2 separate regions of the Urocitellus parryii genome follow, and region 1 is linked to region 2. A link is a contact called in public Hi-C data. All regions are on one chromosome and are shown on one strand. Each heading gives the region's core, a stretch centred on a gene start, on an enhancer-like site or on the middle of the called end of the contact. The rest is flanking DNA. Distances are from core to core; before and after follow the strand shown. Region 1 holds the start of Gvqw3 (GVQW motif containing 3). Region 2 holds the start of Uvrag (UV radiation resistance associated).

Region 1 (5,227 bases), core at 1,408-3,907, 550 kb after region 2:
TGAGGCCCTAAGCAACTTATCAAGACACTGTCTCAAAAAAATAAAAGGGCTGGGAATGTGGCTCAGTGGTTAAGCACCTCTGGGGTTCAATCCCCAGTATCAAAAAAAAAAAAAAAGTTTATTTTGATGATGCCCAATTCATGTATTTTTCCTTTTATTTCATGTGTTTTGGTTTCATATCTAAGAATCTGTTGCAAATTCCACAATTTCTTCTAAGAGTTCAATGGTATTAGTTTCATGTTTAGGCCATTTAAATATTAGCCATTTTGAGTTCATTTTTGCATATGATATGAAGATAGACATCTATTTTTTAATATCAAGCCTTTCAAACTTCACATGACCCAAATCAAACTTTTAATATCCCACCACCAACTCTACTGTTCCCAGTGTTTCCTGTCTCAGTAAATGCTCAGGTTAAAAATTTCAGAAGTCATTCTTGATTCTTTTTTTTTTTTTTTAAATCTGTTTCTTATTGTCTTCATCTTCAAATCTTATCTCAAATGAAACAATTTGCCATCTCCTCTTTTACTAATCTGGATTATTGCAATAGCCTTTAACTAGTCTTACCACTTTGCCTTTGCCTCTCTACAAGTTAACAAGCAGTTAGTGATCCTGTTAAAATTTCTCTGCTCTAAACCCTATCTTAGAATAAACGCCAAAGTTTTCTATGGACTACAACTTCCTATACAATTTGTTACTCTTATACACACCCTTTCTGGTTGCATCAACAAGCATGCCCTGTCTTTGCATTTATTGTTTGCTGAGTCTGGAATGCTCTTCCCCAAGATATCTTCATGGCTGGCCCCCTCACCTACTTTAGCTCTTTGCTCAATTTCCCCATTTTAACAAGGCCTTCTCTGATCACTCTACTTAAAATAACAATTATGGACTAGGGCTGTAGCTCAATGGCAGAGCACTGGCCTAACATGTGTGAGGCACTGGGTTCCATTCTTAGCACCACATAAAAATAAACAAATAAAAAAAAGGCATGCTGTCCATCTGCAACTACAAAAATAAATAAATAAAAACGTAAAATAGCAATTATGCCTTCCCTGCTACCACTAATTTCCCTCCAATCTTTGCTTCATTTTTCTCCATGGTTTTTATTACTATCTGACACACTACTGTATATATTTTACATGATTGCACCCCCCACCCCCAGAACGCAATCTCCTTGAGTAGGGACTTTTGATTTTTTTCAACTGTACCCACCAGTGCTCAAAACAATGCCATGCACATAGACCTTCAACAAATATTTGTTGAATTAATAAATAGCATGCTATAGCTATATCGTAACCGCCTGTTGATATATTCCCCCCAATGACAGCGACACTGGCTCATTCACCTCTGTATTCCCAGCACTTAACATTAGTGTTCGGCACATAGTAGGCAATGCTTTTAAATGACTGAATCAACAAGAAAGGCTTATGCAACATTCTCAATCTTTCCAACAGTCCCTACTCTATCACTTCCTAAATGTAAGTTCGGTATGTGGGTTACCTCAAAAAGGTTTCAAAATCAATTCCCACGCCCTCACGTGTATTCCCTGATAGCCCCACAATAACCAAGAGAGATTATGAGTAACGGACAAAGCCTGAACTTTATCATTGTGTAATGACAAGTCCGAAGAAAGGAAGAGTGGCCATCAGACTCGAGATCAAAGACGGGCGGCAGGGTTCCGAACATAAACGCTGTCTTGGGGTGGGGGATGGCAAGGAGAAAGAAAGGCCCAGGTGACCACAACTGGAGTCCAAGTCCCAGTTTGACAGCTCAAGAAATGAAAGTCCAAAGAGGAAGGCGACTTGCCCGAGATCACACAGCAAGTCAATCAGGGTGAGAGCCCACCTCATCCCGCCTCCGCGCCAAACCCCAGCCAGCGCACGTGCTCCGAGGTCCCCTCCACCCGCCGGCCAGCAGCGAGTCCCTTCTGTGGTCCAAGACTAGCGGACAACAGTGTGCGGTACCTCCCAGGGCCCTCGGCCCAGAGCCTGCGGCCGACAGCTGGCAGCGCGCACCGCGCAGGTGGGCCCGGCCGCCCGCTCCAGGGCGCCCTTACCTGGCCGGATCCCGCGGGAACCTGAAGAAGGCCAGGTCGGACTGCGTGCTCTTCCGCGTGCAGTTGGGGGCAGCGCAGAAGTTCGGCATCGTCGCCCGCCTGCCGGCCGGCCCAGTCCTCCCCTCCCCGCCTCCTCAGGGCAGCCACCCGCCCGTCGGGGCCGGGGAGGGGAGCCAGGCCGGCCGGCCGGCTCGGCAGGACCGGCGCGCGGGGAGGGGCGGGCGCGCGAGAAGCCGCGAGGGGCAGGAGGGGCGCGCGGTCCGAGGCCGGGCTGGGGACGCGGCTCCACAGTGCTGTGAGCGGCCGGGAGGATTTACCGCCGCCGCCGCCGCTGGTGCACCTCCCGCCCGCCCGGGACGCTGCCGCCTCCTTCCCACAATGCACCCTGGCGCCCGGGGGTGCCCTCTCTTCCCTCAGTCTTCCTCCCCCGCCCTCCTTTCCGTCGACTTCCCCGCAGCCGGGCACGCGCACGGAAGCGCGCCTTTGCCGGGGTGCGGCAAGGCGGAGGCGGGGCCTGGCGTAGGCTACCGTAGTGCGCCTGCGCACAGCCTAACCCTCGGGGAGCGAGTTGCGCATGCGGGACATCCTCTCGGGACTCTGTAGCTGGCGGGCGCTAGGTTCCTCCGGTAGGTTTCGCGTGTGCGGGTTTCTGCAGATCTGGGGCGAGCTTGCACGTTACATCACCATTGCATCTCTCCTTGCTTGTTCAAGTTGCCACCACTTTAGACGTGTGTGGCAGAAGTCGTAGAGCCGCGGAATTGGGACGATCTTGGTTACCAATTTGTAAACTCCAGGCAGAGCTGCGTGTACGATTTGGACGCAGACGTGGATTGCAGGGGATTTGATTTTTCTTGACTTTGCAGCTCCTCTTTGGCCTCGTTAGCTTCTCAGATCAGACGTTAAGGGGCGAAAAATCAGAAAAGCAATTACTCTTTCCTGACGGGGTTTTCAGGGGAGAAAGAATAGCGACGTGATTATGCCTATAGCCCTATAGAGATTGGTCCCTCTGTCTTCCCCTTATAATTGTGGCCTGTTAACTTTCCTGTGTATACTGCCAAAATGAGTGACCGCTATTTAGAACAAAGGATTAGTATAAAATTTTGCGTGAAATTGAACAAGTCTGCAAGTGAGACCCACCATCTTTTAAAAGAAGCCTATGGGGATGAAGTCATGTCAAGGGCCCGAGTTTTTGACTGGCACAAACGATTTAAAGAAGGGCGGGAAGATGTTCGAGACGATGCACGAAGTGGTCGGCCTGTCACCCACAGGACCGATGAAAATATCCAGAAGGTCAAGGACTTGGTTTGTTCAAACAGGCAGTTAACCGTGAGGATGATGGCTGAAGAGTTAAATTTAGATAAAGAAACCGTTAGACTCATTCTGAAAGAAAACTTGAACATGAGGAAGGTTTCTGCCAAAGTCATATCAGGTATTTTGAAAGATGAGCCTAAACATGGAAAACTTGATTTGCGATCACATCTGTCAAAGGACACTAGGAAAAACAGCTCATGTGTGAAGAAGAAGTTAACAAGTTCTGAAACATGGAGTCATCTGCAGGGGGAAGCTGGTGGGGAAATGCCTCTGTCTGTGTCGGGTCCCAGAATCCATTACCCTGACAACCAACTTCTGCAGCCATCATCTTCTGCCAGCTTTCCCATCAGAGTGGCCCAGGATTGGTTCACACCCTGGTTAAAAGAATCTGAGGGTAGCTGAACCTGAGCTAGGAAGTTGCATTACTGTTGGGCAGCTTCATTTGCTGCTCCTGTTTTCGGTCTTCTCTACCGCTCCTCCTTGCTGGCATGGCCTTCCTATTTTATGCTGGACTGTGGCCATCTCCCTTGTTTTTCACCACTTTGAAGTGCTTTGGTTGTTGACTTCTGTTGCTTGCTTCTTTATATTTCTCTTGCTTAACAAGTTTGGATCTCTTCATTGCCCATACGTCAATTTGTTGTGGCTGTCCTGTTCTTTTGTTCTCAACGTTCTGCCTCAGGGGATCATCCATATCTTTGTGCACAGGGAGAAATGTCTTCTGGGAGGACCCCAAAAGGCCTACTGTTTCATTTATTTTGCAGTCAGAGCCTAAGGTATGGTACAGAAGGCAGTGGCCTGTGGACCTGTTGAACAATCTGGGTCAAAGGCCCAAATGACTGGGTAGGAACCCCTCAGAACTGGGGGGGGGGGGGTTGGCCACCAATACTGATCTTCTTTTGGACCTCCCTTTCACAGAACAACTGGATCTGTTTCATTCTAGTCTTGGGTTTTGGCCCCCCATTTATTTGGGTTTCCCCTCACTGGAAGAGGAAGATCTGATCCTAGGAAATATAAACTAGGGGACGCAGGCCAAGACTGACATGTGAGGAGAAAGACCAGATGATTCTCCAGATCCTAAATTAAGGGAGTCCGCAGTCTATTTGGTGTGTTTTGAGCACCTGCTGTTTTTAGAACACTTCTGGGCAGTGACAATGTAAAGTTCTTAAATGAGATCACCAGGTGCAGTTGGGCTTCACAAAGGAGCTCGTTCTTGAACTGGATTCATGAGGAAGGGTGAGACAAAGGGCTGTGAGATTAGGGAACACTTCCCAGGCCAGTGAAACAGCATGAGGCTGGCAACCTGAAAGTGGCCGCAGAAAGTGATGATACTTGGCTAAAATAACAAAGATTAAAGGGGAAGGTGGTGGTATTGCAGAAGATGAATAATGGGAGATAATTTGCTTTCTCTCCCCTGTCCTCAATTCTATGCCTGCTGGTAGTTTATAAATTACTTCCCCGAGTCTGTGTGTAGGTTTATGATAATGCATTTCTTTGGTTATCTGATTTTCCCATTGAACCTCAAAAAGTAGTCTCTCTGTGTCCAAATTGTCTTCTGTGTTCCTGCTGCTCTGCTAGGACTTATGGATCGGAACTTTTCCCCAGGGGCTTCCAACTATTACCACATAAACTAGCAACGTCTCAGAATGTCTGATAGGGAACAGGAGAAGCCAGGGGGTAATAGCATTTCGCAGCATTGGTTGGTGTCTATGTGTTACCCAAGGATTTTGACACAACAGCTCCTCTTTAACAAGTAAGGAACTAATCTAAAGTGGGGAATAATAGAGGTTCCACACTTATTCATTCCACACAGGTAACTTTTAGTTCTGTTCTTTCATTGTCTACCACTTTCAAAAAGTTAGA
Region 2 (5,578 bases), core at 2,793-5,292:
TTCCTGTTGCCCAACTTCAAACTCAAGTTCTTCAGCCAGGTAGTCAGGTTCTTCTCAACTGGCACTGGAGGCTTCTTCCAGCCTCTTAGCCAGTTACTATCCCCCGCAGCCTTTGTTCAGCCACATTAGACTATGCTAATGCCATATCCTCTGCTCTGAGCCTCTGCTTATGTTGTTCCTTCTGCCTAGAATACTCTTTTTCCCCTAGGAAGCCTTCCTGGAAAACAGGCTGCAATTGGAACTTCCTCTTATGTACTTTCATAATACTTTATATGTCATTTCAATTATTACATCTAGCACTTTATACTGAAAAGGATCTATGAACTCCTTTCAGTCAGGAATTCTATTTGCATTATTTCTTAAAATGAAGAAGGCCGGCCGCTTGGCAAAGGTATCATTACTAAGCAAGTAAATAAACGGAAGAAAGAGCTCTATTGAAAGGAAGAGGATAGACTTAATTAAGTTCAAGATATTAAAATATTAACCTTTCCTTTATTACTCTTATTTACCCAATGCATTAGGCCCATAAGGTGGGAAAAGGAAGAGGAAGCAAAGTGGATTGGGGTAGGTTTGGTTATTTGGCCCTGCGTACGTAATGATTTCAGTACTGTTTTGATCTGTTTTCTGTTGCTGTAACCAAAGAACTGAATCCAGCTAATTTATAAAGAACAGAAGTTTATTTGGCAAAGGGTTCTGGAGTCTGAGAAGTCTAAAAGCATGGCTCCAGCTTTTGCTTGGCACCTATTAAGGGCCTTCTTGCTGCATCATAACATGGCTGAGCATATCACATGGCAGAGAAAGCCACTAATACCATCATGGAAGGCCGCCCACTCTCATTCTCTCATGTAATCTTAATTATCTCCCAGAGACCCTACCGCCAAATAGCATTAATGTATAAATGTGGGGATTAAGTTTCACTTGTAAGTGGCTAAAACTAGTTTTATGTTAAAATAGTCATATAATAAAATAGATTCAAATCCAAATAATGTAAAAATTTTTAGAATAAGCCATATGAAAATGACAAGTAATGTTTATTGAACACTTACTATGTCCAAGATAGTTTATAACCTTTTCTTGAATGTTTTGCAAGCAATAGGCTATTTGATTTCTCCCCATATCTCCAGGGGTGGGAGTTCCAGGTCTTCTAATTTTTGTAGTATGTCTGAGTTGGGTTGTGTACTTGAAGCCTGCATTTCCAGCAACCAGCAGTCAGCCTGTGCAGAGTTGAACCTCAGTAAAATCTTGTAGAGATAATTGATCCTTCAGTCTCCACTCCACTGTGAAATCTGACTCTCAACTATTTTTTCTTTTGGCTTCCACTGTCCCTGGGCTTCCTTCCAATCCAGCACTGAGCAACTGGAGTATCACGTTTTGTATACTTACTGGATCTTCAAACAAGGAGTGGGCAGCTCCTCTAGGATCTGGGTTTCCCAGCACCTAGCAAAAGGTTTGACATAGAGAAGCTCTCTTGGACATTTGTTGAGTGTCAATTACTATTCACAAGGGATCTTCCCAAAGGAGGAAGTAATTCTGTGCACTCTTTCTAGGCCCATTTTCTTAACTTGTAGAGTGGGCTGAATGATGGCACACTCTGTTCTAACCCCTGGGACCTGTGAATATGACGTTATTTGGAAAAGGGTATTTGCCAGTATAATTCAATTAAGGATCTCAAAGATGAAATCTGGATTATCTGGGTGGGCTCTAAATCCAATAACAAATATCTTTATAAGAGAAAGAAGACACAGGAAGAAGAGAAGCTCATGTGGAGATAGGGGAAGAGATTATGTAGACAGAAGCCAAGGAATTCTTGGAGCCACCAGTGGATAGAAGAGCAACAAAGGAGTCTTCCCTAGAGCCTCTGAGAAAGCACCTTGACACCTTGATTTTGGACTTTTGGCCTCCAGAACCCTGAAAGAATAAATTCATTTTAAGCTATCTAGTTTGTGGTAATTTAATTTGGTGGCTTCAGGAAATGAATACAGCTTAGAAACAGCTTAGATTTCTGTGAAATCCCACCAGATCCTGGCACCACAGAGTTGAACTAAATTGAGATTTGGGATTTTATAACTACTTTCTTCTCAACAAACACCTGACCACACACCCTAGGCTCCCACCATGATTCAGAATAGGAGGCGATGACATCTGTGTGATGCAGCTCTGAGATTAGATCCAAGGTGTTTTTCAGATAGTATGTTTGCCTTTTTAATTTTTTTTTTTAATGGTACTCTGGTTTGAACCCAGGGGCTCACACATTTTTAGCATGTGCTCTAGCACGGGGCTACACCCTCAGCCCACTGGGGAAAAAACCCACAAAACTTAAATGCATCTATTATATGTCAGTTGTTACAAGGGCTTGTGACATACATTAATAACTTAAACCCCATAGCAACCCTATTACTATTTTACAGATGGGAAAACTAAAACTGAGAGTGGGAAATGGACTTTTTGTGTTACCTAGAGGGTGGCAGAGCCAAGATTCTCAAAGTGCCTGATTTCTGTTGTGTCTGACTCTAAAGCATTGTGTTCTTTTTGCTACATCAGTCCAGGTGGTGTAGGAATTCAGTCTGGGGGGAGAAGGCACATCAGTATCCTGCAGAATGACTCAGTGCTATTTATTTTAGAAGCAATTGCATATAGATTCTACCATTAAGATCAAACAAATCTTCACGGAAGAGAAGGCATTTGAGCTGTTTGTTTACATCGAAAAAACATTTCCTTATTCTCTGTCAGCACTGAATCCAGGGATGAATAAGGAAACGTCTTCTTGCTAGAGGGATTCAGAGAGAGAGAGAGAGAGAGAGAGAGAGAGAGAGAGAGAGAGAGTGTGTGTGTGTGTGTGTGTGTGTGTGTGTGTGTGTTGGGGGGGGGCGCTCGGGATTGAGAGTAGCGATTGGTAGTATGTGTTAAACATGCCTATTAAAGGACAAGGCAGCTGGGCGAGGTGGCACAAGCTTGTAATCTCAGCGGGCCGGTAGGCTGAGCCTGGAAGATCACACGTTCAAAGCTGCCCTCAGCAACTTGGCAAGACCCTGTCTTAAAATAAAAAAAAGGCCTGGGGGTATGACTCGGTGGTTAAGCGCCCCTGGATTTAATCCCTGACACTTCCCCCCCCACCCCCTCCCGCCAAGAAACAACAACAACAAAATCCCACAAAAAACCCAAACCCCCAAACAATGCAATAGAATAATCAGGACTATGGTATAGGAAAGGTTTCTAACTCAAGGTCCCAGCAAAGATTTGGTGGGTAAGCAAGTTTTAGGGAAAGAAAAGTAGCAAAGGGTTTCCAGGGACAGCAGAAGCAACTCATCGGTATAGATGAAACAGCGTTCAGGGCAGTTGGCACACCTTTTGGCTCCAGAGTACTAGTTAGTGGAGTGCGAGGAGGGGCGTGGACTCGAGGGTAGAGTTGGTCGTGAAAGACTGGTGGGACTGCCGGACAGGACTCTGGTTTCATTCATCTTGCGTGGTAGTTCTCTGCTAAACTATAAAGCATTCCTTTTTCGTCTTCGCACGTTGATTATAACATCTCGGCAAAAGACTGCTTAAGGAGCCTGCAATGACTCTTCTCTAGCCTAGAGGGTCCCCGCCCTCGACCGGAGGCCTGTTACCATGACAACTAGGTCAGGGCGGAAGTGGCTCAGAAGACTGATTCTCACTAATCAGGTGACGCTCCAGCCTTCTGCACGTGACTCCGGAGCTGAGGCGCGCGCTCTACCTAATTAAGACTCCGCCCCTCTTCCTTTACTGACAATTGGCAGCAATCTTGAGCAATGGCCTTTGCAGCACCCCAGGAGGCTCCGCCCCTTACTAGTGAAAGAACCAATAAAAATAGGACAAAATGAAGCAACGCCCCAAATTTCATCCCGGCTTGACAGACGCAATTGAGGCCATCCTGAAGCGCCTCCGCCCCCAGCCCATTCCGGCCGGCGACGGACTGACCTGTTACCCAATAGCAAGTCCCTTCGCTGCCGTTGGGTCCCGCCCCTGTAAGAACGGAACCAATGAGTGGGCCAGGTCTCAGCCCGGTGGAGGGGGTTGCACTGCGGTAATATGGCTCTTCCTTAGCCAGCGGCAGCGGCCAGCGCGGGGACAGAGCAGTCCTGCCTCTCGGGTGGAGGGTTGTAGGCAGCAGGGGCTCGGAGGGTCGTGGGTACGAGGCAGCGGCGGATGCGGGAGGAGCGCCCGTCCCGCCGCCTGGCGGCCGCTGGGTCAAAATGAGCTCCTCAGCGTCGGTCGGGGGCCCGGTCCCGCCGCCGCCCCCGGGCCCGGCCGCCGCGCTGCCGTCAGGTTCTGCCGCGCGGGCCCTGCATGTGGAGCTGCCGTCTCAGCAGGTAAGCGCGTCTGCTCGCGGTGCTCAGTAGGGACGGGGAAAGGCCCGCGTGGAGACTCGGTGGCTCCGGCTGACTCTGCGTTTGCCGGGAGACTCTGGGAAGGGGCCGGGGAACTGAGGTGGGCTGTCAGGAGGTCTTGAGGGGAGGGGTCCAGCGATGGCCGAACCTCTGGGAGATCCCTGTGCCCCTGGAGAATCCCAGCACCGCAGATGAGCTTGTGAGGAGACCTCACAGAGCCAGCCAAACTCCCCTAGGGCTGCCGGGCCCCTCTCGCCTTGTAGGGATGGGGGATTCCCTTGCACAGACCCTCCTCTCACCCCTCCTGGGAACGCACCGGAGAAGCCCTGTGCCCCAGGAGATGCGGCGAAGTGCTTTTCCTTTCCGTCCCCACCCGGAGAAACCAGTTGGTGTTCTGCTGCTGGAACAGCGAGGAGTTAGGGTTTCTCGCACTTACTCTCATCTCCCTTTACTACGAAATGCTCTCCTCCGTCTCTCTAGAGAAATGTGATTGGAACTTGGAGGTTTCCTTTCTAATTCTCAGACCCCCAAGGAATTCGACTTAGTAATAAAGAGTACTCTTTGCTACTTCATTCCCTCCAGTGACTCTTTGGATGGAGGGACTTCTCTTTGAAGGCTTCTCATCCACGTTGTTGAAGGATAAGAAAGAGGGAACAAAAAATTTGGGGATCTGATAAAAATCTTGTGACATCCACAAATCTGTAGAGTTTTTTTTCCCTCCTATTGTCCTTCTTCTGTTCCCCAAAGGGAGTTTTTACAGAAATCTTAGCATTAATGAGAGTTAGAGTGTCTTTCACTTTCCCTTTATTCCTCCTTCCCAGAAACGGACCAAAACAAACTGTCAGTCATTGAGAGTTTACCATGCTGGGTTTGAGCAGAGTGCTCAGTGGTCATTAGCCATTGAATCCTCATAACACTGTGAGATAGCTGTTTCTGTTATTCCCATCTTGCAGTTAGAGAAATGGGGACTTTTTCCAAAGCCTTCCTGTTAGTAAAGGCAAAAGGTTTATACCATCTGAGAGAAACCAGAGTATAAGCCTTGCTGTTAGTGAGTGGTGGGACTGGCTTTCAGAATCCAGTGTCTGACTCTGTAGTCCCTGCACAGCATTGTTTGCTTGAGGCTTGAGCCACCTTCACTCATACCTTCACATAGGACAGAGCAAGTTCCTTCATACTCTTTCTGTAACTTTCCATCCCGGCTCTGGGGCCTTAGGAAGGGTTCGTAAAGA

What was found. Hi-C and Micro-C count contacts between places; a contact is called where the count stands out from the background.
Region 1: a Hi-C map of liver shows a contact between it and region 2, with 4 times the contacts expected there. The contact joins the promoter of Gvqw3 here to the promoter of Uvrag in region 2. A contact is called at or near these places in 2 of 2 Hi-C or Micro-C datasets (liver and muscle).

Annotation. Positions count from the first base shown.
Region 1 is chr4:66,772,031-66,777,257 of mUroPar1.hap1, forward strand. Gvqw3 (GVQW motif containing 3) reads left to right here and starts at 2,658. Exons shown (of 2, transcript XM_026387328.2): 1 at 2,658-3,587. The coding sequence starts at 3,116. Thap12 (THAP domain containing 12) reads right to left here and starts at 2,415. Exons shown (of 5, transcript XM_077797628.1): 1 at 2,057-2,415. The coding sequence starts at 2,145.
Region 2 is chr4:66,222,490-66,228,067 of mUroPar1.hap1, forward strand. It overlaps Uvrag (UV radiation resistance associated), which reads left to right and starts at 4,043. Exons shown (of 15, transcript XM_026387330.2): 1 at 4,043-4,331. The coding sequence starts at 4,215.